Regions from separate parts of the Mus musculus genome. Here regions 1, 2, 3 and 5 are each linked to region 4. Evidence: chromatin contacts called from public ChIA-PET, Hi-C, HiCAR-type and HiChIP or PLAC-seq data. All regions are on one chromosome and are shown on one strand. The core of a region is the stretch at or near the end of the contact, and the rest is flanking DNA. Distances in the headings are between cores, read along the strand shown.

Region 1 (4,599 bases), core at 1,933-4,432, 660 kb before region 4:
AGAGCCAGGAAGATCCTTGGGGCTCTCAGACCAGGTAGTTAGCTCAATCTGTGCGCTCCAGGCTCAGTAGAGACCCTGTCTCAAAAAATGCTGTGGAGAGTGATTAACGAAGAAACCCAATGTCAACCTCTACCCTTCACACAAGTGTGCGTGGGCACCTGCACACTTATGGGCACAAAAATACCAAAAAACAAAAACAAAACTTGTCAGGTGGTGGCAGCACACGCCTTTAATCCCAGCACTCGGAAAAGGTAGGCAGATATCTGAGTTCAAGGCCAGCCCCCTCTACAGAGTGAGTTCCAGGGCGGCCAAGACCACACAGAAAATCCTGTCTCAACAAAAACAAAGCAAAACAAGCAAAACAAAACCCTTAAACACAAAATGAAAAGATACTTAGTCAAGAGAGGGCAAACTAAAGACAGATGAGCTGCGGCCAGCCTAGTAGGATGCTCTGTGGGAAACTTTAAAATGTTCAAATGTGTTCTAAAATAACACTAGAGAGCACCTCCTAGTAGTTACCTAACAGTGAGAGTCACCTGTCATCCTCCTCAGACATCCCAAGCCACCACACGTCACATTTCTATACACACAATGCGAGCATCACCACAAACACCCAAAGAATGAGCTGCATGCAAGGCACAGCACTGCGTCAACAGAGGTGTCTCTGCTCCTTTATAGTCTCAGGGGGCCAGCTGGGTTTTTTGTTTTTGTTTTTGCTTTTTATATGTAAGTACACTGTAACTGTCTTCAGTCACTCCAGAAGAGGGAGTCAGATCTCATTACAGATGGTTGTGAGCCACCATGTGGTTGCTGGGATTTGAACTCAGGACGCTGGAAGAGCAGTCAGTGCTCTTAACCGCTGAGCCATCTCTCCAGCCCGCAGGGGGCCATCTTTGTCCGTGCAACCCATCACCAACCCTGACAGACTGTCCAGGAACCAACAAAATAGTGGGTGACCGGAGAGCAGAGTTTTACCCAGCAAGCAGAAAAGACAATGGAGAGTCTTGCCTTTTAGAAAGCAAAGTTCTGCACTAAAGTTTAAATAAAAAATGAACCACAGAAATCCAGAACAGGGCATTTGGGGACGGAGGGCAAACTAGAGACAGATGAGGTCCTGCAGTCTAGCAGGAGGCTTTACAGGAAACTTGTAAACAATGGAGAAGGATCTGAAGTGACAATTGAGAGCATCACATAGTAGGTACACAAGAAGGTGACTCAAAGTCCCTAAGAGAGAAAAAAAAAATTATGGAGAGCCAAGAGCATGCACGGACGGAAAAATGGCTGAACATTAGAGACGGTGAGTCAGGCTGGGGGCTCTCACGGCGGTCAAGGCACCTCTGCAGGAGCAGGCAGCATCAGAGAGAGCTGACTGAGAGAGAGGCTGGGGACCATTTCCTGACATCACTAGAATGCAGCAGAGGAGCAAGGCCTGGAGGACCGATGAAAGGGTAGACTGGCCCGGTAGCCCTCAAATATGGAGAAACCCCTCAGCCAAAGTGTTCCATTCAGTTGGAAGGCCAGGTGACCTCTGCTTGACTCTCCCACTGGGGAACTTTGCCCTAGTGGGGGTTCCTCAGCCCTCCCACAGGAAGTACAACTCAGAGAGGAGGTCTCCAAGGGTCTGACTGGCCTCCAAACTGCTACTGCTCCAAGCTGCTGGAGCACTATAATCTGAGTGCTGAGTGGGGCCCGAGTCTTAAGCTTCTTTCTGTTTGCTTTGGTTTTCTGTTTGTGTCACCCTGAGTCAGGGTTTTTTTCTGTGTGGCCCTGGCTGTCCTGGACTCACTCTGTAGATTAGGCTAGCCTCAGACTCAGATCTGCCTGCCTCTGCAGGAATTGAAGGTGTGCACCACCACGCCCAGCTGAGAGTCTTAGTTCCTTACAAGCTTCCCAAGGATGCTATAGCATCTTTCCTAGGGAGCACACTTCTGGGGCGAGAAGCAGACCAACGCTAGCATATCAATTTCAAGTCAAAGGGAGCATGGCCCGACTTGGGGAACTGGAAAAGCCCTTTCTGGGGTCCAGCATCCTGAAAGGGTCAGTGAGGCCTCTAACTACCAAAGCCCCAAGGACAATGACATATGGCTTTGGAGGGCAGCTAAGACAGCTGAACTATGGGAGTCTCCCAATAAAAGTAGGGGATGCTATGCTGTAGTGGCCAAACCTACAGTCCAAGCTACTCCAGAGACTGAGGCAAGTAGATCTGGGAGACCAGCCTGAGCAGCCTGGTTGGGGAAGCCGGGGGAGGGGGAGGGTGTTGAGGAGGAGGAAATGAGAAAGGGTGGAGTCAAGATGAGTTAGGTACTTTGAACAACAACCCAGGCACTCAGAATTGGCTCAGAGGACCAAACCCCAGGAGCTGTCCGTCTGCACACGTGTCTATATGGAATCATCTATGCCCCACCCACTCCTCCTCAGCCTGTCTTCCTCCAGGGGAGAGGTAACTGCAGACAGGGAGCCTCTGGTGACTCAGGCGACTAGAAGCCAAATCTGTGCCCTGCAGCTGCATTCACAGGACCCTGTCCTCGCTTTCCGTTGAGCCTTCTAATCCCAAGCCTGTCCTCACTTACTCCAGGGCCCTTCTGACCTCCCCAGTACCGATCGTAGGCTCATCTTCAGAAGTGTCCTCAACTCCCAACCCTTGCAGGCACAGCCCAGAGCCTGAATATTCCCACAACATCGGTATAGTCCCTCTTTAAAAGATGTGTCCCTATCACCGTGATCCTGGGGATGCCTCCGGTAGCCCCCTGGGATGCCTCGATCCTACAAACGTCCCTTTGTGCCCTGTACAGGGCACACAGGAAGTGCTCAGAAGCAGCTGTGCGGGGGGTGGGAGTGGGGGTCAGGGGCTCGCAGGACCTGGTAGGCTCAGCAATCGGAACTCTCACCTTGTAGACTTTGCCGAAGGCGCCGTCTCCCAGCTCGCCCACGATCTCCCATACATCGTTGGGGTCCAGGTCCCGGCGGACGTGCTCATATTCACGGGACTTTCTCTTCTCGAAGGTGGATAACCGCAAGATGCGGCGGAAATTGGCGAAAGCCATGCTGGATGAGGAGCGCGACGACAGGACCCGCGGCTTCGGAGAGCCGCCCTCCTCGCAGCGCAGCACCCGCCGAGTGCGCCAGCGGCCACAGGGAGCTGCAGGAACCGCGGCCCGCCCGCCCCGCCCCGCCCCCTCCTAGACCCGCCTGCAGGACGCCCGGCACCCGCGCGCGCGCCTGTCCCCGCCGGCTCCACCTGCTCTGCGGCGCCCCGAGACCCCTCAATTGGCTGCGGGAGCTCGCGGCTCCGCCCGCGCCGCGGGGCACTCTGGAGACTGTAGTCCGCCGGGTGGCCGGCCCCTGGGCCCGCTGCGCCTCCCGGAACCCCAAACCTCCGGGGTTCAGCTGGTGTCTTTCAACCGCCGTCGGTGCCGAGTGGGTGCATCAGCGCACAGAACTCTCCCGCTGAGGCTTGGTTCGCCAGCTTCCCGCGCGAGATGCCCGCACCCCTCGCCCCGGGACTCACCCCAGTCCTCGGTGCTCTTTGCCTCAAAGTTCACGCGGTCCCAGGTGGCTTTCGCCACACTTCCTAGGCAGGTCTCGTGCTGCCTCTGAGCCCCGCAGAAAGCAGAGCCCCGCGCTTACGCCCATCCGGACTTTCCCCGCCTCCGCCAGCCACAAACGGCCGGGACGCTGGACATGAAACGAGAGTCCCTTTAGGACCTTTAGGCTTCATGGTAGGTTAGCAAATATATTCCTTATTAAGTAAAACTTTCTAGTTATTTTGCGAATTAAAAAGCCCCATTAGAGATAAAAGCGGAGTCATCTCTGGGATGGTGCTCCTATATCCTGGTCCTCATCCCTCTCTACCTTGGCTGCGGGCGTCCCGCATCTTGCACAGCGTCTTTGCTTGGTATCAGAACGTGGGTTCTAGTGATTGTGCTGGGGGCTGGGCAGCTGCAGAATCTATGCTGGAGACCCTCCCATCCTGAACAAGAGTGTCTCACACTCGGGCACTCTTAACTCGAGAAAGCGTTTTAATTGTTGGTCCCCTTCGTCCGGACTCTTCGAAAATATCCCTAGAGTCTCGCGCCAAATGCTGTTCCCCCATTCGAAAAGCCGGCTGGAGAGTGAATACTAGGCGCGGAGAGGGTTGTGTGTGCTAAGGACGTCCGGAATAAAAGTTGCTCCAGTTCCAATTGTTCCCACCACAAAATGAGTGCGGGGAAAATTTATAATTAAAAGAAGAAAATGTCATGCAAAACTGTTCTTGTTGAGTCAGCCTGTGGACCAGCCAAAGTGTACATCTGTCACTCGGTTGAGCGGGACCTGCTGAAGTCTGTGCAGCTATACCGGGTGGACAGAGGGTCAGAATGCGCTAACCATTTCCAGGAGTTCCAAAAGAAAACAAAGTAAGGATAAAAATGGAAAGGTCCGTTAAAAATGTCCTGCTACATGAAAGAAGCCAGACCCAAAGATCGCACGAGGTATGACTGCATTTTTATGACCGGTCCAGAAAAGGCAACGCTGTGGAGTTGCTCCCAGACACGGGGACTGACTGGAAAGAGCCATGAGGAATCTCACTCTGGTGGTGAAAATGCTGGGTCTCAGTGGCAG
Region 2 (4,595 bases), core at 556-3,055, 920 kb after region 4:
ATAGAAAATGAGATACAAATGACAGGAGCCCATTTACTCTCTAGCTTACCAATCCCAATGCCTGACACACATTAAACATTATGATGAGCTAATGCAATGAACAAAACATCAGTTCTAGAACAATATTGTTTTAATAGTGTGAGTCTTTACCTTAAAGAAAACTTACAAAGCTGAAAAACGGACTGCTCTTCCTGCTTTTTGATTTGGTTCAAATTTGAGTGTGGGGATATGACAGCCAGCCTTAATCTAGTGGCACTATGTTTTTACCCACTGAAAAATGAACTGCTCTATCTCAGTCATTAGAGTAGAAGTCCTCTGTGATGACTGACGAAACTTAACGTGGAGCCAGGCTTCCCTTAACTGGCCAATGAGTCTTTTGCTCTGGAATGCCTGGGAGATCCTAATGGATAGATAAGAATCAGACAATGGGGCTATAAAGCATTAAAGGCTGCTTGCCTTTTGTAAAACTTACTATCGCTTTGGGGAAGGGATAAAATGGTTTTTTTTTTTTTATTACTGTATAATGAGAAAGTAAGAAACAACTGAGAGAAGTGAGACAATTTTCCTGATCAGATGTAGACTCCATGGATATCAGTAATCCATGTAATTCAGATGTCCTCCTTAAAGCCCCACCTTAATTCACCTTTTGCATGGTGGGCTGTATTTGCTCTATGGCTCCCTTCCTTCTGCCAACAGTAAGAATAAGTTCATTTAGTCTAAATTTGAATTGAGTCTAAGTCTCTTCTCCCAGTGGATTTTAACACCACAACATGGGCAGTCCTTACCAAATGTTCTATGGCAAACACTGTAAAATTATTACACAGGAGATGAAAAAAAATGTGGACATTATTTTCTTTTTTCAAGAAGGGGACAAAAACCAAAACTTTCTGTCTATATTCAGTCTGCTGTAACTTGATTCATAACTTCACATTCACCTGGCTCTGGCCTTGACATAAACTTTCTGGACTTAAGTAAAATAACAACAGTCCAACACTTGAGTCAAGGGAGGGAAAACTTCTCCTGAAGTAAAAATGCAGGACTGTACGCGCCTAGCCACCCAACAAATCTATGCCAAAGTCGAAGGACGTGGCAGGTGTCACTGGGGGTGTCCCCAAACACACAGCATCTGAGACAGACGTGACAACAGTCGCCATCAAAAGAAACTAAGAGAAGCTTCTGGAGAGAAGATGGAGAGTGCAAATAGCAAAAGACTGGAGGGTAGGCAGCTCAGTCGGAACTGTAAGTTCTACTTCGACTCTGCACAGCTCGGTTCTCTACTTGCTTTCTGAGAGCGGGCCGCCGCCCACTCACCCCCAAATCCCGAGAGTCCCTAGCGGCTGGACTGAGCGCGCGGGCCAGGACTCACCTGGCCGGGCCGCTTCGTCCAAGCGCCGTCTCCAGACCCGTTCAACCGGCGTCAGTCCCGGGCCTCTGCGTTTGAGTCCAACCGCTAGGATGCTACAGCAGCAACGCAATGCAACGCGACCCAAGCGCGGGCTTCCGTAGGCCACCGACTCAACAACCCCGGATGTTGATGTGCTGCCTGCCCCGGAAGCGGTGGCCCCAAGCCCTTGTAAGGCGGAGGCGGCTTTGCCCAGCCGTCTGCAAGGAGACGTGGCGGCGGCGGTTGGGTCCCCTGCACTAAGGACGCTTTGTAGTACCTCCTCTTCTTCCTCCTCCTCCTCCTCCTCCTCCTCCTCCTCCTCCTCCTCCTCCTCCTCCTCCTCCTCCTCCTCCTCCTCCTCCTCCTCCTCCCCCTCCTCCTCCCCCTCCTCCTCCCCCCCTTCCTCCCCCTCCTCCTCCCCTCCTCCTGTTCTCCTCTGGTAGAGGAGGTTGTGACGGTGGCTGGAGGACGCGGCAATGGAGGAAGGAGACGGCGGCTTGCGGAGCCTGGTCCCCGGAGGGCCACTGTTGCTGGTTCTGTACGGTCTCCTGGAGGCGTCCGGCGGCGGCCGAGCGCTGCCCCAGCTCAGCGACGACATCCCCTTCCGAGTCAACTGGCCTGGTACCGAGTTCTCTCTGGTCAGTGCCCTCACGAGCCGCAGCCTTCTCCCCTCTTTCTGGCACGAAGCATTCGGGCCAGCCCTCGATTCCTTAGCTTTTTCTTCCAGAACCTTTTTTTCCCAAGCATTTATCGACCCCAAGCCTAAGTGTGTTCGTTCATTCATTAATTCGTTTAGCACACTAAGTGGATATGCCCTCCATACTAACTAGGAGATCAGCGGTCACTTCATCTCCCTCCTTTAAATCTCATTACGTTAGATCTGGCTTCTCTACAGCCCCACTCTGTGGAGGAAGTTTTAGAATTAACTAGCACATCACCCTACCCGCACAACCGTCCAACAGACAGGAGTCCCATCTCTATTCATTCTTTCTCTCCAACACACACTTAAAAACGACGTATACAGCTTCTGAGAATCTTTTCCCTTAAGGCATTTGAGAGGGCTATTTGGTTTGGAAGATATTAGTGAGCTTATATGCGGAATACTACTGGCCATGCAGAATAGACTAGAGGCTTGAATGTATTACCACTATTATTTAGGACTCTAGAACATGAGATTAAAAAGGATTTTATGATCGTTAATTAATGTGTATTGTGTAAAAAGGCAAGAATGAAAGAGCCAGTGGCTGTGAGGCTCCCAATGTGAGAACTGGGAACTGTACTCACCCCTCCGAGAAGAGTAATAATGTGTTTTTAATTTCTGTGGCATCTCTCCAGTCCTAGAATACGAGATTTTGGTGTATAATCTAACAAGAATGGAAATTCAGTTTTGAATGATTGTAGTGCTGAAATGTCTATCCATGTGTAACTACTACAGACAAATTTACCACACACCTAGATCTGGATTCCATTGCCAGCACCGCCAAAAAAGTAAACAAGTGCAAACTAGAACTTAAACAGATCCGCCTGCCACGGCCTCCTGAGGGCGGGGCTTAAAGGTGTGTGCCACAATGTATAGCCTCAATGTATGTATTAATTAGCATTTAAACTTCAATCTATTGCCTTACTAGTTTTCTTTTACAGCCCAAACTTTATCTTTTCTGTTAGATAGGACAACAGTATACAGTTTTTAATTTCCTCCTTATCATTTAAAGATGTTTACACTATTTTGCCTACATCTGAAAATGTGCTTTAACAATCTTCAGTAGAACTGGTCAATTTACTTGAGGAACCTTTGTTCTAAAGAGCACTGAATGTATTCAGGGTAAAGCACCTTAACTGACAAAAAATAATGTATGCTTTTGATTCTGTTTCTAGCCTACAACTGGAGTTTTGTATAAAGAAGATAATTACATCATCATGACAACTGCTCATAAAGAAAAATACAAATGTATACTTCCACTTGTGACAAGTGGGGATGAGGTATGTTTTTTATACATATATTGCTGATCTCTCTAACTAAAGATGCATTTTACAGCCTTATGATCATATATTAAAATAAGTAACAAGCGTCTCAACAGCCTTGTAGCAAAAAATATTAAATTGGGAATTTATTTTAGAAAAATTAGCAACCAGGCAAGTGTGATGTTCACACCTCTAATCTCAACACTAAGAGGTTCAGGCAGAAGAATTACCATGAATTTAAGGCCAGGCTGGACAGACACATTGTGAGACCTTGTCTAAAATTACAAATGGGAGAGAGGAATTAGTTACTAATGTTTTGAATAAAAAGCTAACTCTTTGCTTGTTTTCCTTTATAGAAATGGTGTTTGTGGAACACAATACAGCTTTTAATGTAAACATAGTGCTTTCATAAAGAATTTTTTATAATAAATAATTCTCCAGGTTCCTTATACTTTCTCACTACCTCAGCGCATGCCCTTTTCTTCCTCCTAAAACAACCTAACTCCTCTTAGCCATCCTTCAGGGCGATGACTTCTTTCCCGATGAGGCAGGAGAAGCAACATAGTAAGGTGTAAAAGACAACAGCCTAGAGCCAGGAGGCTGAGGTATAGGCTACGGTTAGCTGTGCATCCCTGGACCAATTAGAAACTCAGTTCCTCTACCCAATGCATTGATTAAGCCAATTTACATTTTCATGGTCTGCAAAGTAGAAATATTAGACTCAGGGCTTTTCTTAAGTTTTTTCCATATTTGAAGTCTGTCCAAGGCAGCTATCCCATGCTGTTTTAAACCCCCTTAAAACAAAATCCACCCACATGTGTGGCTCAAGCCTGAAGTATAAAAATATGAAGGAAACTGAAAAGCACCATTCCACAATAGAACCATTCTAAGACTTTAATAGCTAGAATTTAGGGGGGAATATGGGTGATTAAAAATTCTGAAATAAGTCTACAAGGATTGTCAGAAAACTGATACTTCAGAACCTTTTTAAAAAGAGAATGAAGTGCTATAGAAGGTTTTTCTGTGGCTTCATACTTCAGTTCATTTAAAAGAAGTAACATCCCATACGTTCTTGTTCAAGTTGTTAGCTCTTTTTTTCTTTTATTTCCAAGCATTTGTGATTCAACCATTGAATTCATACCCAACCAGCAGGGTTGGATGAAGTTCTAGGAAAGCTGTGTATTAAGCTTATTTTTTTCTAGGAAGAAGAAAAGGATTACAAAGGCCCCAATCCAAGAGAGCTTTTGGA
Region 3 (4,702 bases), core at 1,737-4,236, 880 kb after region 4:
GTTCCTCAGAAAATTGACATAGTACTACCTGAGGACCTAGCTATACCACTCCTGGGCATATACCCAGAAGATGCTCCAACTTGTAATAAGGACTCATGCTCTACTATGTTCATAGCAGCCTTATTTATAATAGCCAGAAGCTGGAAAGAACACAGATGTCCCTCAACAGAGGAATGGATACAGAATGTAGTACTACTCAGCCAATAAAAACAATGAATTTATGAAATTCTTAGACAAATAGATGGATCTGAAGGATATCATCCTAAGTGAGGTAACCCAATCACAATAGAACACACATGATATGCACTCTCTGATAAATGGATATTAGCCCAGAAGGTCAGAATAACCAAGATACAATTTGCAAAACCCATGAAACTCAAGAAGAAGGAAGACGAAAGTGTGGACACTTCAATCCTTCTTAGAAGGGGAAACAAAATTCCCATGGAAGGAGTTACAGAGACAAGTTTCGGGCACAGACTGAAGGCATGACCATCCAGAAACTGCCCCACCTGGGGATCCACCCCATAAACAGCCACCAAACCCAGACACTATTGCAGATGCCAACAAGAGCTTGCTGAAAGAAGACTGATATAGCTGTCTCCTGCGAGGCTCTGCCAGTGCCTGACTAATACAGAAGTGGATGCTCACAGCCATCCATTAGATGGAGCACAGTGTCCCCAATGAAGGAGCTAGAGAAAGCACCCAAGGAGCTGAAGGGGTTTGTAGCCCCACAGGAGGAAAAACAATATGAACTAACCAGTAACCCCCGACCTCTTGGGACTAAACCACCAATCAAAGAAAACTCACGGAGAGACTCATGGCTTTAGCTGCATATGTAGCAGAGGATGGCCTAGTTGGCCATCAATGGGAGGAGAGGGCCTTGGTCCTGTGAAGGATCTATGCCCCAGTATAGGGGAATGTCTGGACCAGGAAGAGGGAGTAGGTGGGTTGGGGAGCAGGGGAAGAGGGGAGAGGATAGGGGATTTTTGGAGGGGAAACTAGGAAAAGGGCTAACTATTGAAATGTAAATAAAGAAAATATCTAATAGGAAAAAAAAAGAAAAATGACAGCAAAGAGTTTAAGAAAAATAATTATGGCAAGCATTGTGAAACCACAACTTGTTATTTTATGGGGTCTCATGCCTTCTTCTGGTGTCTCTGAAGAGAGCAATGGTGGTGTATTCATATGCATAAAATAAATAAATAAATGTAATATATACGTATTTTTTTTCATTCTCTGAAGTTAGCATTTTCCTCTAGTATTGCTGAAGATCAAAAGCAGAAATCCTCATAAATGGGCAATCGCCCAACATTTCTAGACTTATTCCTCCATAAAGAATCAGAATGGTTGAAGTGAGAAATAGCACTAACTCAACAGATGATAGTATTTCTTAGAATGTTTGACCTCTTGGAGAGATGCATTAAACAAGTTTCTCCCCAGAAAAATGCAAATCCAAGCCAAATTTTCTACAGTTTAAGTAGTAACTGCTTCAACACTTTCAAAAGTCTGTATTTGAGTTCAGTGTTTGGAACCTTTATCTAGAGTGTGTATTTTAAAAATCCCTATAACTTAGGAGGAATTTTTTTTTTGCTTCCTTACTATTTATATCACTATAGCAACATTTAGGACATCAGCTTGCTTTTCAGTGGGGTGCCAATCAAAGACAAAAAACAAAGCTCTGTTCTTTTTGGGGGGAGGGAGTGTATATATATCACTTAATTTTCAATTTTTGAGAAATTCAAATACATAAAATATTATAATCTTAAGAATACAAAGAACACAACCCAAAGGAAGACTAAGAAAATATGTTTCCCAATAGTCAACAGTGGTTCTACATATTTTCCCACTAGTGTTTTTATCTAAAATTTAAGGTGTCCTGCCATAGTTCTGCAAGAATAGAACTGTCTGATGGGGAGGCAATGAAAATACTTAAGAGTTAAGAAGGAAATCCAGGAAAAACAATACATTTTAAACTAAATATAAGAATTCTCCTCAACCATCCAAATTAAGTGTTCAGTAAAGAATATTCATTATCCTCAAAGTTTCTTATTAAACAAAACAGCAGCCATTCACCTGAGAAAAGAAAAGGATTCTATAAGCAGCACTGTAAAAGCCACTGGTGAAGTAATGTAATGGGAGAGTGCACCTGCTCGTCTCTGAGCCTCCGAGATTAAGACTGAACAAACTGTTCTTTGAAGTTTAAATAAGTGGTAGGTTTCAAAAGTGAGAAAAATGGCTGAGGTGCCTACTTAACATCATAATAGGCACTGACTGCCAAGTTCTTCCTGCATCCTTCGGTCCTGATCTATTTCAGGACCCTCCTGCTGGCATACCCCAACCCCTACTCTAAACTTTTCCATCCCTAGGGCTGGGCTGACCTTCTAGCAGCAGCCCTTTCCTATATAATCCAACCAAATCCCTTTTGAGCCTCCAGGCTGCTGCACCTAGTCCCTCTCTCTCATCTTTCTTTCCCTCCCTCTTCTCACATGGCACAGCTCAGTTTGGTCCTGCCCACTGTGAACTGTTCCAGATGTCTCTTACTGTATAAAAACCTCTCTCCTTCATCATGCTTAAACAGTCCCGTTCTTCCCCCCCTCCCCCCAATCTGATAAGCAACTTCCATTAGAATCCAGTTGCTTTTTCACACACATAAAACTACTGTTTTGCTTCTATTTAAAAGCAAAGGACACAGGACTTGGTCATACAGATATTATACTTCCGGGATCTGCCACTCTGGCTGCTGTTTGATGTGGGCAGCTAGCCAATTTTCAAAGCACAACAAAATGACTACGTGCTAATTGTGGTGCCCTATAAGACAGGAGTCCTGCCTTTTCTCCTCTTTCAATTCTCACTAGAAAAAAAGGTGGGAGGGGTGCTGCTCCAACTCGAGAGTCGTAAAACTCTAAAGAATTGTGGGTAATGTAGTCCCCTGCCTCCCATTCCCTACCCCCACCCCTCCCGCACCATAGAAGCTCTGAAAACCCAGTGTGCTTTGCGCCGCACATCAGGCGAAGCCAGAGCGCCTGGCACTGCCCCAGCAGCCGGTTACTCCCCTCGGTAGCAGTCTCGTTCTGAAGTCCGAGTGCCGGTCAGGGTCCAGAAAGATGTGGGTGTTTGGTTATGGGTCCCTCATCTGGAAGGTGGACTTCCCCTACCAGGACAAGCTGGTTGGTTACATCACAAACTACAGTCGGCGCTTCTGGCAAGGTAGCACGGACCACCGCGGGGTCCCAGGCAAGGTAAGGAGCCAGCGCCTCATGCCCACCTACCCAGCAGAGCACTGGAACAGGATAAAGCTCTCAACTTCATTGGCCACCTGCCCTTGCCTCTCTCAAGAAGTGGATATCCTTAGGCCGCTTCAGAAGCCAGTAATTAGTTTCTAAAGCAGAAAGCACGGGCACAGGGAGCTCGCCCAAGGCTGAAGTGGCCAGGACAGCACCCTTATCTTGGCAACCTCTGCCACCCCACAAAATAATAAAGTTGAATTTTCATGTCACCACATGGTCAGTGTGTAAATTCGTTGATATGTCTATATTATGCCAGGTTTTTACTGGTCTGAATTTATATGTGCCTGTAAATTTCCAATTTATGTTTCCAATGTTTTAGTTTTAAAATGCCTAAGATCATGAAAGAACTAGTTTCCAGTCATTCCAATTTTTATGCCCATGGTGATTTTTTGATTGAGAGGTATAAGCAAAGTTATGTGAGGTTTGCAGTTCGTTCTGAGTAATGAATTGAAAATCTCCATTATTTGAATGTTCCTTCTCCATAGTTCTCTTGAATTATTAATGTAAATACAAATCATTGGATCTGTTTTTCAGTTCGGTCATATAAAGCATTCAGCTCTCCAGGGGTTCAGAGTGTTAGAAGCAGCTCACTATTTGCCTTGGCTACAAAAAAAAAAAAAAAAAAAAAAAAAAAATCTGTGGAAAAAAAAAGTTAAACAAGTATGAACTAGTAACTTGTTTGGTTAATATCTAACCTTTGGTTTTGAATGTTCCTGTGTTCTCCAACATACTCTTAAAATTAGCCTAGTCTGCTGGTACAAAATTGTAATCCAAAAGAATATCACAAGTTCAATACTGGCCTGGACCTCAAGCTCAGAAACAAGTCTGGGAATATAGCTTAGTAGTAGAGTTCTTACCTAGTGCATGCAAGGCCCTGCCCGAGTTCAATTCCCAGCACCATTTTTAAAAAATACTCTAAAGCATAATATTCTGAAATACTGGAAACCAAGTATCAGAAGAGATTTTAGGAAAGGGAAAGATCACAGTGTGTACCTGCTCAAAAGATACAGGCTTTAAATCAGGAAGAGCATCTGAGGTAGAACCATTCTAACTACAGTTTGTCAATTTAGAATTAAGGTAGACTTTCCTGGCCTGGTGGAACCCAAACAGAGGCCAATGTTTATTTACATCAACAGAAACACCATAACCAAAGAATTACCAAGACTACTATAAAACAATATTTAAAATATTAAAGAATTAAAATAAATAAAATGCCTTTTAGGTATATATATGTATGTATGTATATGTATGTATGTATGTATATATATATATATATACCTTAAACTAGCTTTTCATTTTAATAACCAAACATTAAGCAGGCAGGTATGTGGTTATGACTGCATATTTTACAACATAGGCTCAATCAAAGGGTATCTTTCTTACATAGCACATTAAGATATGTGTACTGTCACGCA
Region 4 (4,815 bases), core at 1,276-3,775:
CACCACACTACTTCCTTATTCATCTTAATATATTAATGGAACAACATCTTACCGGAAAAGGAAAAATGTTGTCAGCCCTGTTCAAGCTATCTTCCATCCAGGATTTTGGAGCAAAGGCTGAGCTAGGGCGAGCATACTTCTGGAGCTGAATATGATTGCTTGCGAAATTTTTCTTCAAAGGTGAGATTGAGTTCAGGGGTGTTATTCCACCGTTCAGCCCTCTGCGGTGATCCCGGCCTTGAGATGCTCCCCAGCCACCGTAGCCGCCACCTCCTGGGCTCCAGGAAGAAGAGGGGGTTGGAGAAGGACTCTGGTAGCTGCTCCATGGAGAAGGAGGTTTGTTAAGATTATTCGCCAAATGAGGCAGCTGGTTAAAAGCAGCACTTCTATGTGTGAAAGGTGGGGGGTGGGGACTGGCAGGAGACCTCCTCTGCTGCTGATGCTGGCTGTGATGGTGCTGGAAATGGGGGTGATGAGGATGGTGCTGGGAGAGAGGCCCGATCTGAGGGGAGAAGCTACCACCAAAGCCAGGGCTGACATGATGGGGAAAATTTTGAAACAAGAGAGCACCATTATTAGCTGAAGCGCCAGGGACCCCTCCCTGGTGAAAGAAACTTGCATCTTCATTGATTATAGTGGAGGAAGAAGGTGCTATCGCTGCTGACCAGTTACTGAAACCAGTAAGGGACGATGCACTGGATGTCAAGGGTTGGGTGGAAGTCCCGAGACCGGTGGCTTCTTGGTAATCAAACCCTGTCAACACTGGTGATTCAATGCGTAGTTTTTCTTTTCCGTTGCTGTTTTCTGAAGAACTGTCCCCTGGATTTTCTTCAGCTTTTGCCTTTTCAGTTTCAGGCAGTATTCCAGCTTCCTGACCTGGACTCGGGGAGAGCTGTTGCTTTTCTAAAGGGTCTTGTTGTTCTTGCTGTTGACTTTTTGCTTTTTCTGACCCCAAGATCTCATCCTGAATGTTATGAGTAGCCGGGGCAGGAAAGAGCCAGGCTGACCCAGCACTGCTGCCATTGGCAGCTGTGTTATTATTTATAAAAGCAGCAGGGTTGGGGGTGGCATTTTGGTGATGGTGTGGAGGCTGCAGATGTGGATGGAATCGGACTGGAAAAGCAGATTTATTCCCAGTATTGCTTTGCACTAGCACTCCAAACCCGTAATCCCCCATTTATTATTTTTAGGATCAGAATCTCACAATAAAAAAAAGACAACCTAATGTCTCACGTCTTTCCTCCCCTGTATCTCAAATATGTTTGCTTGAAGTATCTTATTTATAGCTAACTCAAAGATCACAGCTTATCACCCTACGTATCTCTGATTTGGAATTCTGGTCTCTCTGAATGGAAAAGAACCTAAAAAAAAAAACCTCTTAAAATATTGATATGAATCCAATTGGGCTTATTTCAAGGAAGGAATAAAAAAGGAAAAAGGTAAAAATCAAGTCTTTGGTTAGTAAAATAGGCGCTTTCTTTTTCCAAAGGAAAATGTTCATGAATGACAAAAACACAGCTTCTCAAGCATCTATGGATATAGAAGAATAAGCATTGTGCGGAGTAAAAATATATATATATAAAATTTAACAATCACATATGGTCTTCCTCAGCAGTTTAGATTCACATAAAAATTAGAATAGGATTAAGGGGTGAATACGTTCTTTTCTTGGCAGCTTGGTTAAAAAAATCAGGAATAATTTAAGAACATTATATATTATATATTTATATATAGATAGATTATATTAGGTTATCTGGGGCGGGAGGTGAATTTCTGGTTGCCAAAGAGGAAATCAGCCTTGACTAAAGGAAAGATGATTGCAGGGAGATTTCTGCTGTTCCTGGTCCTGTTTCTGTTCTTTTGTAGGGTGCAGTGTGGGCCTCTGGGGCTGTTCCTTGGGCTCCGGGTGCAGATCTTGCTGCGTTTGCTGTTCTTGGGCTCCCCTCGGCCTCCTTTCCCCCATGAAAGGGGTTGGAAACACCCGTTTCTCCCTCTGGGGGGTGTCGCGATCAGGAGGGATTAGCGAGACTGGACAAGGGCAAGCTGGCGGCCCGGGGGTGCGGGGAGCAAGGGGGCGACCTGGAAGGTCCTGCGGTTTCTGCCTCTTCCCCTCTCTGCGGCTCCGGGATTTTTTTCCCTCATGGGACCCAGGGGCGGTTTGTTCAGTTCTCTCAGTTCGATTCTCCGCCGGGGGGAGGGGGAAGGGGGATGGACAAAAAGGAAAACCCCGCTACCGTAGTTACTCTACAGGAGAAAAGCCTCCCCCCTCGGCTCGCGCTCTCTTTTCCCCTAGACTGATTGGAAACTATAATTTAGAAGGCTTTTGTTTCTCCTCACGGTTGCTGGGCCGCCGCCGCCGCCGCTTTTCCCCGGTCCCGCAGTCCCAGCTGTCGTCGTTGCGGACTCCGTCTGGCTCTTCTTTTTCTTCCTTCTTCCTCCTCGTCTTCCTCTGCTGTCGCCGCTGCCGCCGCCGCCGCCGCCGCCACTGCCTCCGGTGCCCAGGTCCCGCAGCCGCGGCTGAGTCCTTCTCCTCAGGACCGAGCCGAGTGAAATGACAACCAGCTGGAAAGACCGAGAGACACTTCCGGTTCGATGAGGGAGGGGCGGGGTGCTGCGGAGGCCACGCCTAGCAGCCGGAAGACCAATCCGACACCACAATCCCGACTAGGCCACGCCTCCCAGCCTCAGAGCTCCACCCAGGAAGGTCTCTGGTCATCTCAGAGCCGCCTCTTCCGCCTGCGCCTCGCCCAGCGGGGCCGGCGTCGGCCTCGGGTCTGCGCACCCAGTGCAAGCGGTGCACCGCCATCTTTTTTATGGGCAAAGATTCCTTTGCGATTTATGTTCCCAAAGCAGGCTTCTTAGGAAGTCCGTAGAGAGACGCTCGGAAGAGAATGGACATCTTGCACACTGAAACACTGAGCTAAAGTGTTGGGGGTCGAAGTGGCAACCCATGAAACCTAGAATAAACGAGAGGCCTGCCCTGAGTAAAGGTGGGTGCCCCGGGCATCACGTGCTCTGGCCCGAGCTCCGCCCCCGAGGGATGGAAGGAGAGGCGGGTTTTCCCGGCATCTGTGCTGTGCCTAGAACTGCATAGTCCTTATCCTGAACGCACGTCTCCGGAGGGATTCCCTTCAGTCTCCATTCCTCCACCCGAACCACCTACTCTCCCATCCTCCCTTTGAGATGCAGATGCTGTAGGCGTCCATGGCTGAGCCACCAACTATTAGCTTTCTACTCCACCTTCCAAGCAGAACGGAGGGATTTTTCTAAAAACGAAATTCCAGTCACGGTCCTGTTGTGCTCATACCTTTTTAAAAATGGCAGTCCGTTACCTGGAGAATAAAGACCAAACTCCGTATTGTCCTGTGGGCAGTATTCTCTGTGCCTTTTTCCACGCCTTTGTCGTCTCCTCTTGGCAAACTCTCATTTCGTTTTAGGAGTAAGTCTCCAACCTACCTACTCTGCCTTCGGAATCTCTTTTTACAGGCATACATGACCCTCGATACCGCTCATGCTTTTATATGGCATTATATTACATTGGTGGCTTATGTCTCTAAATCAGTGCTTAAAACAGTAGTTCTCAACAACTGGGTTGTGATGCCTTCAGGGAGGTGTCCAATGACCCTTTCACAGGGATTGCCTAAGACCCTCAGAAAACACAGATGTTCACATTACAATTCATAACAGTAGCAAAATTACAGTTATGAAGTAGCAACAAAAGTAATTTTATGGTGGGGAGGGGTCACCACAGCACGAGTAACTGTATGAAAGGGTCGCAGCATTAGGAAGGTTGAGAGCCACTGCTCGAAAGATTTGACATTGAAGATTGGAAGCACCAGAGAGGAATCTTGAATGGAGACATACATAGAGAAAAGCAGCAAGAATGAAATCTTTTCTGAAAGGTCTGATATTCAAATCTGAATTCATCATTTAGTTTCTTATGCCATTTGGTTTGGAGCTCACATGTTGGTTATTTGCTGTCTACTCAAGGCCTCCCTGTCTTTGCCTTTGTATAGGCCTACTATCGTTTACTCTGCTGGGGCCTGAAGTAATATATTGTCCTCAGCATAAGTTTTAGATATGTGTTGAATAAATGTTTCCTTTGGGAAATGGAAACTGAAGAAAAAACTAAGATAGAGCCCAAAGTAATTCCAACAAAATCATATATCTATATCTATATCTATCTACCCAGTATGGTGACACACACCTTTAATCCCTGAGTTCTAAGCCATCAGGTCTACACATCAAGCAAGTTCCAGGCTAGCCAGGGCTATCATCTTGTCTCAAAGACTCATCATCACCGTCATCTAACCCTTCCTTCTATATCAAGTGTCTCAATTCTCCAACACTTCCTGTATGGCTTGCCTATGTGGATCTTATTCGGGGATGTTATTCTCCTTCGTGTATATGTATCATACTGACCTCTGCAGTTCTGTGAGTTCTTTGAGCATAGGTAAGGTTGGATCTTACTCTGTTGTTTTCCTTTTCTGCCGCTCCCCTTGACACACACACACATACCTTGAGACTGAGCTGGCTCAGCCAGGTACTATTTCTTTCAGAATGATTTCCCTAACTTCCCCTTACTAGAGAGTCTTGTAAGATTCCTCTTTTTAAATTACTACTGGGTGTCAGTAAGTTAGTTTCTTAAGGGTGATTTGTGTGTGTGTGTGTGTGTGTGTGTGTGTGTGTGTGTGTGTGTGTGTGTGTGTGATTTGTCTTTATGTCACCAGTGACCAATAGAGGATCTGGCTCAGAACAGACTTAGTACATGTTTACTTAATGACTAGCTGGATGTTCTGTGTCCAGTAGATGGTT
Region 5 (5,066 bases), core at 1,992-4,491, 770 kb before region 4:
ACGGACGCTAACTAAGCATGTGCTCTGCCACTGAGGTGCACCCCGGCACTCAAAACAAAACTTTCTTAGTTATAAGCTTAGAAAACCAGTAAATGTGGACCAGAGTATTTCTTTAGTCATATGCTAGAAGACCACGCCTGGGGTTAGTTACACTGTATTTCTTCTAACTCTTGAAAAAGAAGACATTGTGTTTCAGTATGAAGAACTGGTCACTATGAAAGCAGATACACTGTTTATCTTTAAGAAGATGGAACATGTATGAAGACACTTTGCCAAAATAGAGGTCATTAAGATGGCTCAGCCAAACGCACTTGAACATACATGCCTAACAAAATGAGTTCAAGTCTCAGAACCTAAGTAAAAGCAGGAGAGAAACTTTACAAAGTTGTCCTCTGACCTCCTCCACATGCCCACTGTGGTGCATGTGTGAATTCTCAATAATACATAAACAACTTTTTTTTTAATTAGATATTTTCTTTATTTACATTTCAAATGCTATCCGGAAAGTTCCCTATACCCTCCTCCTGCCCTGCTCCCCTACCCACCCACTACCACTTCTTGGCCCTGGCATTCCCCTGTACTGGGGCACATAAAGTTTGCAAGACCTAGGGGCCTCTCTTCCCAGTGATGGCTGACTAGGCCATCTTCTGATACATATGCAGCAGAGACACGAGCTCTGGGGGTACTGCTTAGTTCATATTGTTGTTCTACCTATAGGGTTGCAGACCCCTTCAACTCCTTGGGTACTTTCTCTAGCTCCTCCACTGGGGGCCCTGTGTTCCATCCTATAGATGACTGTGAGCATCCACTTCTGTATTTGCCAGGCACTGGCATAGCCTCATACGAGACAGCTATAACAGGATCCCTTCAGCAAAATCTTGCTGGCATATGCAATAGTGTCTGGGTTTGGTGGCTGATTATGGGATGGATCCCCAGGAGGGGTGGTCTCTGGATAGTCCATCCTTTTGTCTTAGCTCCAAACTTTGTCTCTGTAACTCCTTTCATGGCTATTTTGTTCCCTATTAAACAACAACTTTTTAAAGATATTTTGTCGCCAGGCAGTGGTGGCACACGCCTTTAATCCCAGCACTTGGGAGGCAGAGGCAGGCGGATTTCTGAGTTGGTGGCCAGCCTGGTCTACAGAGTGAGTTCCAGGACAGCCAGGGCTACACAGAGAAATCCTGTCTCCAAAAACCAAAAACCAAAAAAAAAAAAAAAAAAAAAAAAAAAGGTATTTTGTTAAAATAACTATCAAAGTTTCCCAAACTGTTATAACCAACAATTCGATTCTGAAAATGGAAAAAAGTCCTCAGAACCTGAAGATAAAGTGACAGAATTCCTTTCAACACATACAACCAACCAGAAACTTCCAGGTTTAATTTTCAACAATCCAGTTCTGCACATTGTGCAGAGTCCAGCAGACATGAGACTCTGTATTTTATGCTACTATACTTCCATTTTAAAACGTGTACCTCAGCTCCCTGGATAACATCATCCACAGAAACCATGAGGCTATCCAACAGACTTTCAGTATCACCATTTATTATTTATAGCATTAAATGGGGGAAGTGGCTCTGATGTCACCAACCCTACCCAGTGGAATCACTGACTCAATAAGCGATTCACACTGGAGAAACTCTGACGAGGAAAACATCTTGCTAAGTTCAGCAGATCTTTCACCTTTTCTTAATACTGTGGAGCAGATACTAGTTGTTACTATATCAGTAGAGATACAAAGAAAACTATCAAGGTTTTCACAGGAAGAAGCCCTTTGTATGTTCATTTGCAGAGGCTGATTTCCTCCCCAACTCTCCTGGGCCCAGTTTGATTTCCCTCACGTTCAAACTGGCAGGTAATACCAGTCAGCCATACTTTATTTCTTCCGCCAATGAGCAAATCCTTCACTTTCCCAGACTCAGAGTCCTGTTTCCAAAAACCTTTCTAGCACCAAGTCTGAGGTCAGAAACGGGTTAGGGGTGTCCGGGGAGACCTGACCAGGCTGGCTACCAATGGTTCCTAACAGTACAGGGATCGCTGCTTATCCGTGGGCCAAGAAACCCCCCTCCCATTTTTTATTATTAAAATAAGAGAGGGTGGCAGTGATGAGCGCGACCTCTTCTCCCTCCCCTCTCATTTCCCAAATGATAAAAGTTATGGTTTCCCTTTCCTGGGGGATGGAATTCAAGAGTACCTAGGGCCTTGCTATACAAACATCCTTCACGGCAGGGTAGGAAACCCTTTGTCCAAGAAGCCTGACACCGCAGGGGCCCGGAAAATAGGCCCCTTATCCGGAACAGCCTCAGACTCGTAGGCACCCCCAACATCCCAGTCCAATGGGGCTATCCTGGCATCCATACAGCGGTAGCTTGGGGCGAGGGTGCTGAGACCCACCCCTACCACCCACCCCACCCCACCCCACCCCACCCCCCGCGCCTAGGTTATGGAGGCCGAAGCGGCTCCAACTGGTCTCGGACTCCCTTCCACCACCATCACCCTCAGCTTGAGCGAGGCTGGGAGGCGCGATGCAGGCCCGGCCAGAGGAATCCAGGGAAGGGAAAAAGAAATCCCCTTCTAAAAACAGAGTGTGATGGCAAGGCAAGAGTGAGCAGTGGCTCCGGCAGGAGCGAGGCTGGGGCGCCGGAGACTGGCCGGAGCCCGGCAAGGAGGGGGTTGGGGGAGCCGCGGGGAGTGGAGGCCGTGCCGGCCCAAGAGCGCGAAGCGTCAGCAACGAGCCATAGCAGGGGGGCGGCCGGGCCCAGGCGGCGGGGAACGAGGGCTGGCCTGGCGCGGACGCCGGGGTGGGCAGGCCCCCCGGCCGCCGGCCGGCCGGAAGAACTGAAGGCCAGTGGGCCGCACTCACCATGAGCTCGATGGTCTTGTCTTCAATCACCGAGTCGGGCTCCATGGCGGCCCCGGCGGCCCCGCCTCGCTCTCTCCGCTCAGCAGCGATCGGCCCGGGCGGAGGAGGCGGTGGCGGCGGCGGCGGTGGAGGCAGCTCTCGCACCCACTCTAGCTGCCAGCCCGCCCGGGCCGCCCGCAGCTCCGCCCTCACCCTCGGCCGACGCAGGACGCACAGCGAAGACTACAACTCCCGGCAGCCGCGGCGGCTCGCGCAGCTTTGTGGGAGCAAGAAGCCGCTTGGTCCAATCTGCCGGCTTCTGCCACCGGAGAGAGCACCTAGGGGAGCGCAGGGCTGTGAGTGCCGGACGTGCAGAGCTGGAGTATCTAGGGCTTGCTCGCGATAGGGCCTCGCGAGCGCCGCGACTACTTGTCCCAGAAATCCTCGCGCGCGAGGTCTTCTTCCGGTTGGTCGTTCCTGACTTCCTGGCAGCCCGTAGCCGCACGGACCTGGACGGAAACTCCGAGGCAACTCCTCACTTGTCGGAGATCTTTGCAGTGCGAGCGAGCGATCTCCGCACATGCGCAGTGGGTGTCTGCGGTGCCCACTAGTCGTCTAGGCTGCAGCGCTGCCGTTCCGTGTGTGTTGCATTTGGTAGGGACAGATGGTGGAGACAGGTGGGTCCCAGGTTGCACTAGGAAGTGTGGGAGGGGGCCCGCGAGGTCGAAGACACAATTAAAGGAAGATGGGCATCTAAGAGTTTGGAGACTGAGCTGGGAAAGCGGTGTGTGGAGATCTGCCACACTGACTGGGAGGAGCTGAGCCATGAGAAAGAAGCTATACATTTTGAAGACACTTTTTTTTTTTTCCGAGACAGGGTTTCTCTGTATACCTGGCTGTCCTGGAACTCACTTTGTAGACCAGGCTGTCCTCGAACTCAGAAATCTGCCTGCCTCCACCTCCTCAAAGGCGTGCGCCACCACCGCCCGGCCGAAGACACTTATTTTTAAGCATTCAGTTTCTACTAGTACTGCCCTAAGCACTGGGAATGACCGGAGAGACCTCTGTTCTTATTCAGCTTAATTCTAGTGGGAAGACAGCAGACATTGACTAAGAGTTAGAAATGATATGAAGAAACGCATCTAGAGACTTCAGAGAACCTCTAACTCCTTGTGACTTCCAAGTCTGTCAATACCCTCGAACCAAAAGCCCCCAGGAACACGCTGATAGTTGAACAAGGTGGGTTTTTTCCTAGCTGAAGTAGAAATGAACATACACCATGATGAAGCAGGGACGTCTCAGTAAGAGACCTTAGGTAATGTAGAAAAGGATTTGAAGGGGCTTTGGAGCAGATACTGCCGGGAAGTGGGGGTATAAGACTGGGCACCTCAGCCTTATCTATGGGAAGTTATATTAGATTAAAACTAATCCAGTAATTGTTGACAGCCTCTCCTGTTAGCCAGATTCAAGTGTTTAGTCTTGTAGCTGTGTTTCAGGGACTTGGACAATGTCCATGTTTTATCTGTGTTCACAAATGATTATGGGGTGGTCTTGTTTTTGTCTTGATCCATAAGCTAAGGCCACAGAATGGCCTTGTCTAATGTTGACGGACTGTTAAGTTGTTTATGTTTACAGGAGACCTGGCAGTCAGAGCTGTTATAAAGTGTCTCAAGGGCCTGGCTCATTGTACCCAGCCCACTTCACAGTAGCAGTGCCTGCTTGCCTGCTTCTCAAGTTTGTTTCAATTCTTTGCCCCTGTAAAGAGGATGACTTAGTACTCTAACGATTCCCAGGGAGCAAGGCATTACAGTAATCTGTATACATCCACATCACAGTGTAAATCCCCTGCAGATAGACTTTGAATCTTTATCTAGTGGCTTTCACCAAGAGATTGAAAGAAAAGCAACTGGGAAAAGCCCAGAATTGGAGTTACTGCCAATACCTTGCTGTCTGGTTTTCCCCAAACTCTCTTCCCTTTCTGGACTTGGGACAGTCAGAAGTGTAATGAGGAGGTTAGGTTAAATGACCTTTGTTTCAGTTACCTATTGTGACATAACCATCCATTCCAAGGCGTGGTGGCTTAGAATAACAATGGCTTATTATCTTATACAATTACGTAAATTAAGCAAGCTCATCTGGACCAATGTGATATATATATCAGCTGAGGTTACACATGGGGCCTCCCAAGCTTCTGGAGGGTGGCTCAAAAAAGGGCAAGAGCCATCAG

Evidence for each region. Hi-C and Micro-C count contacts between places; a contact is called where the count stands out from the background. ChIA-PET counts read pairs in DNA pulled down with a chosen protein or histone mark. HiCAR-type assays count read pairs that join an accessible place to other places. HiChIP or PLAC-seq counts read pairs in DNA pulled down with a chosen protein or histone mark.
Region 1: an RNA polymerase II ChIA-PET map of memory CD8 T cells shows a contact between it and region 4, with 30 read pairs. The contact joins the promoter of Stk10 here to the promoter of Cpeb4 in region 4. A contact is called at or near these places in 2 of 484 Hi-C or Micro-C datasets (CD4 T cells and embryonic stem cells) and 1 of 115 datasets of contacts at active chromatin or transcription factors (memory CD8 T cells).
Region 2: a contact with region 4 is called in a FOXA1 HiChIP or PLAC-seq map of pancreatic cancer cells. The contact joins the promoter of Erlec1 here to the promoter of Cpeb4 in region 4. A contact is called at or near these places in 5 of 39 promoter capture datasets (cranial neural crest, embryonic stem cells, hippocampal neurons and 2 more), 1 of 484 Hi-C or Micro-C datasets (LSK cells), 3 of 115 datasets of contacts at active chromatin or transcription factors (astrocytes, extraembryonic endoderm stem cells and pancreatic cancer cells) and 1 of 9 other capture datasets (adipose tissue).
Region 3: a HiCAR-type map of astrocytes shows a contact between it and region 4, with 3 times the contacts expected there. The contact joins the promoter of Chac2 here to the promoter of Cpeb4 in region 4. A contact is called at or near these places in 2 of 39 promoter capture datasets (cranial neural crest and erythroid cells) and 2 of 115 datasets of contacts at active chromatin or transcription factors (astrocytes and memory CD8 T cells).
Region 5: a contact with region 4 is called in a Hi-C map of CD4 T cells, with 7 times the contacts expected there. The contact joins the promoter of Fbxw11 here to the promoter of Cpeb4 in region 4. A contact is called at or near these places in 5 of 39 promoter capture datasets (HPC-7-derived erythroid cells, fetal liver, hematopoietic stem and progenitor cells and 2 more) and 1 of 484 Hi-C or Micro-C datasets (CD4 T cells).

The regions. Positions count from the first base shown.
Region 1 is chr11:32,531,849-32,536,447 of GRCm38.p6, reverse strand. Stk10 (serine/threonine kinase 10) reads right to left here and starts at 3,182. Exons shown (of 19, transcript NM_009288.2): 1 at 2,889-3,182. The coding sequence starts at 3,044. It also overlaps a transcript of Efcab9 not described here.
Region 2 is chr11:30,951,341-30,955,935 of GRCm38.p6, reverse strand. It overlaps Erlec1 (endoplasmic reticulum lectin 1), which reads left to right and starts at 1,805. Exons shown (of 14, transcript NM_025745.3): 1 at 1,805-2,022; 2 at 3,260-3,364; 3 at 4,549-4,595. The coding sequence starts at 1,861. Asb3 (ankyrin repeat and SOCS box-containing 3) reads right to left here and starts at 1,538. Exons shown (of 10, transcript NM_023906.3): 1 at 1,367-1,538.
Region 3 is chr11:30,984,649-30,989,350 of GRCm38.p6, reverse strand. Chac2 (ChaC, cation transport regulator 2) reads left to right here and starts at 2,986. Exons shown (of 3, transcript NM_026527.3): 1 at 2,986-3,239. The coding sequence starts at 3,105. All of the region lies in intron 1 of Asb3 (ankyrin repeat and SOCS box-containing 3), which reads right to left.
Region 4 is chr11:31,868,650-31,873,464 of GRCm38.p6, reverse strand. It overlaps Cpeb4 (cytoplasmic polyadenylation element binding protein 4), which reads right to left and starts at 2,525. Exons shown (of 10, transcript NM_026252.4): 1 at 53-2,525. The coding sequence starts at 1,177.
Region 5 is chr11:32,640,730-32,645,795 of GRCm38.p6, reverse strand. Fbxw11 (F-box and WD-40 domain protein 11) reads right to left here and starts at 3,241. Exons shown (of 13, transcript NM_001271347.1): 1 at 2,861-3,241. The coding sequence starts at 2,905.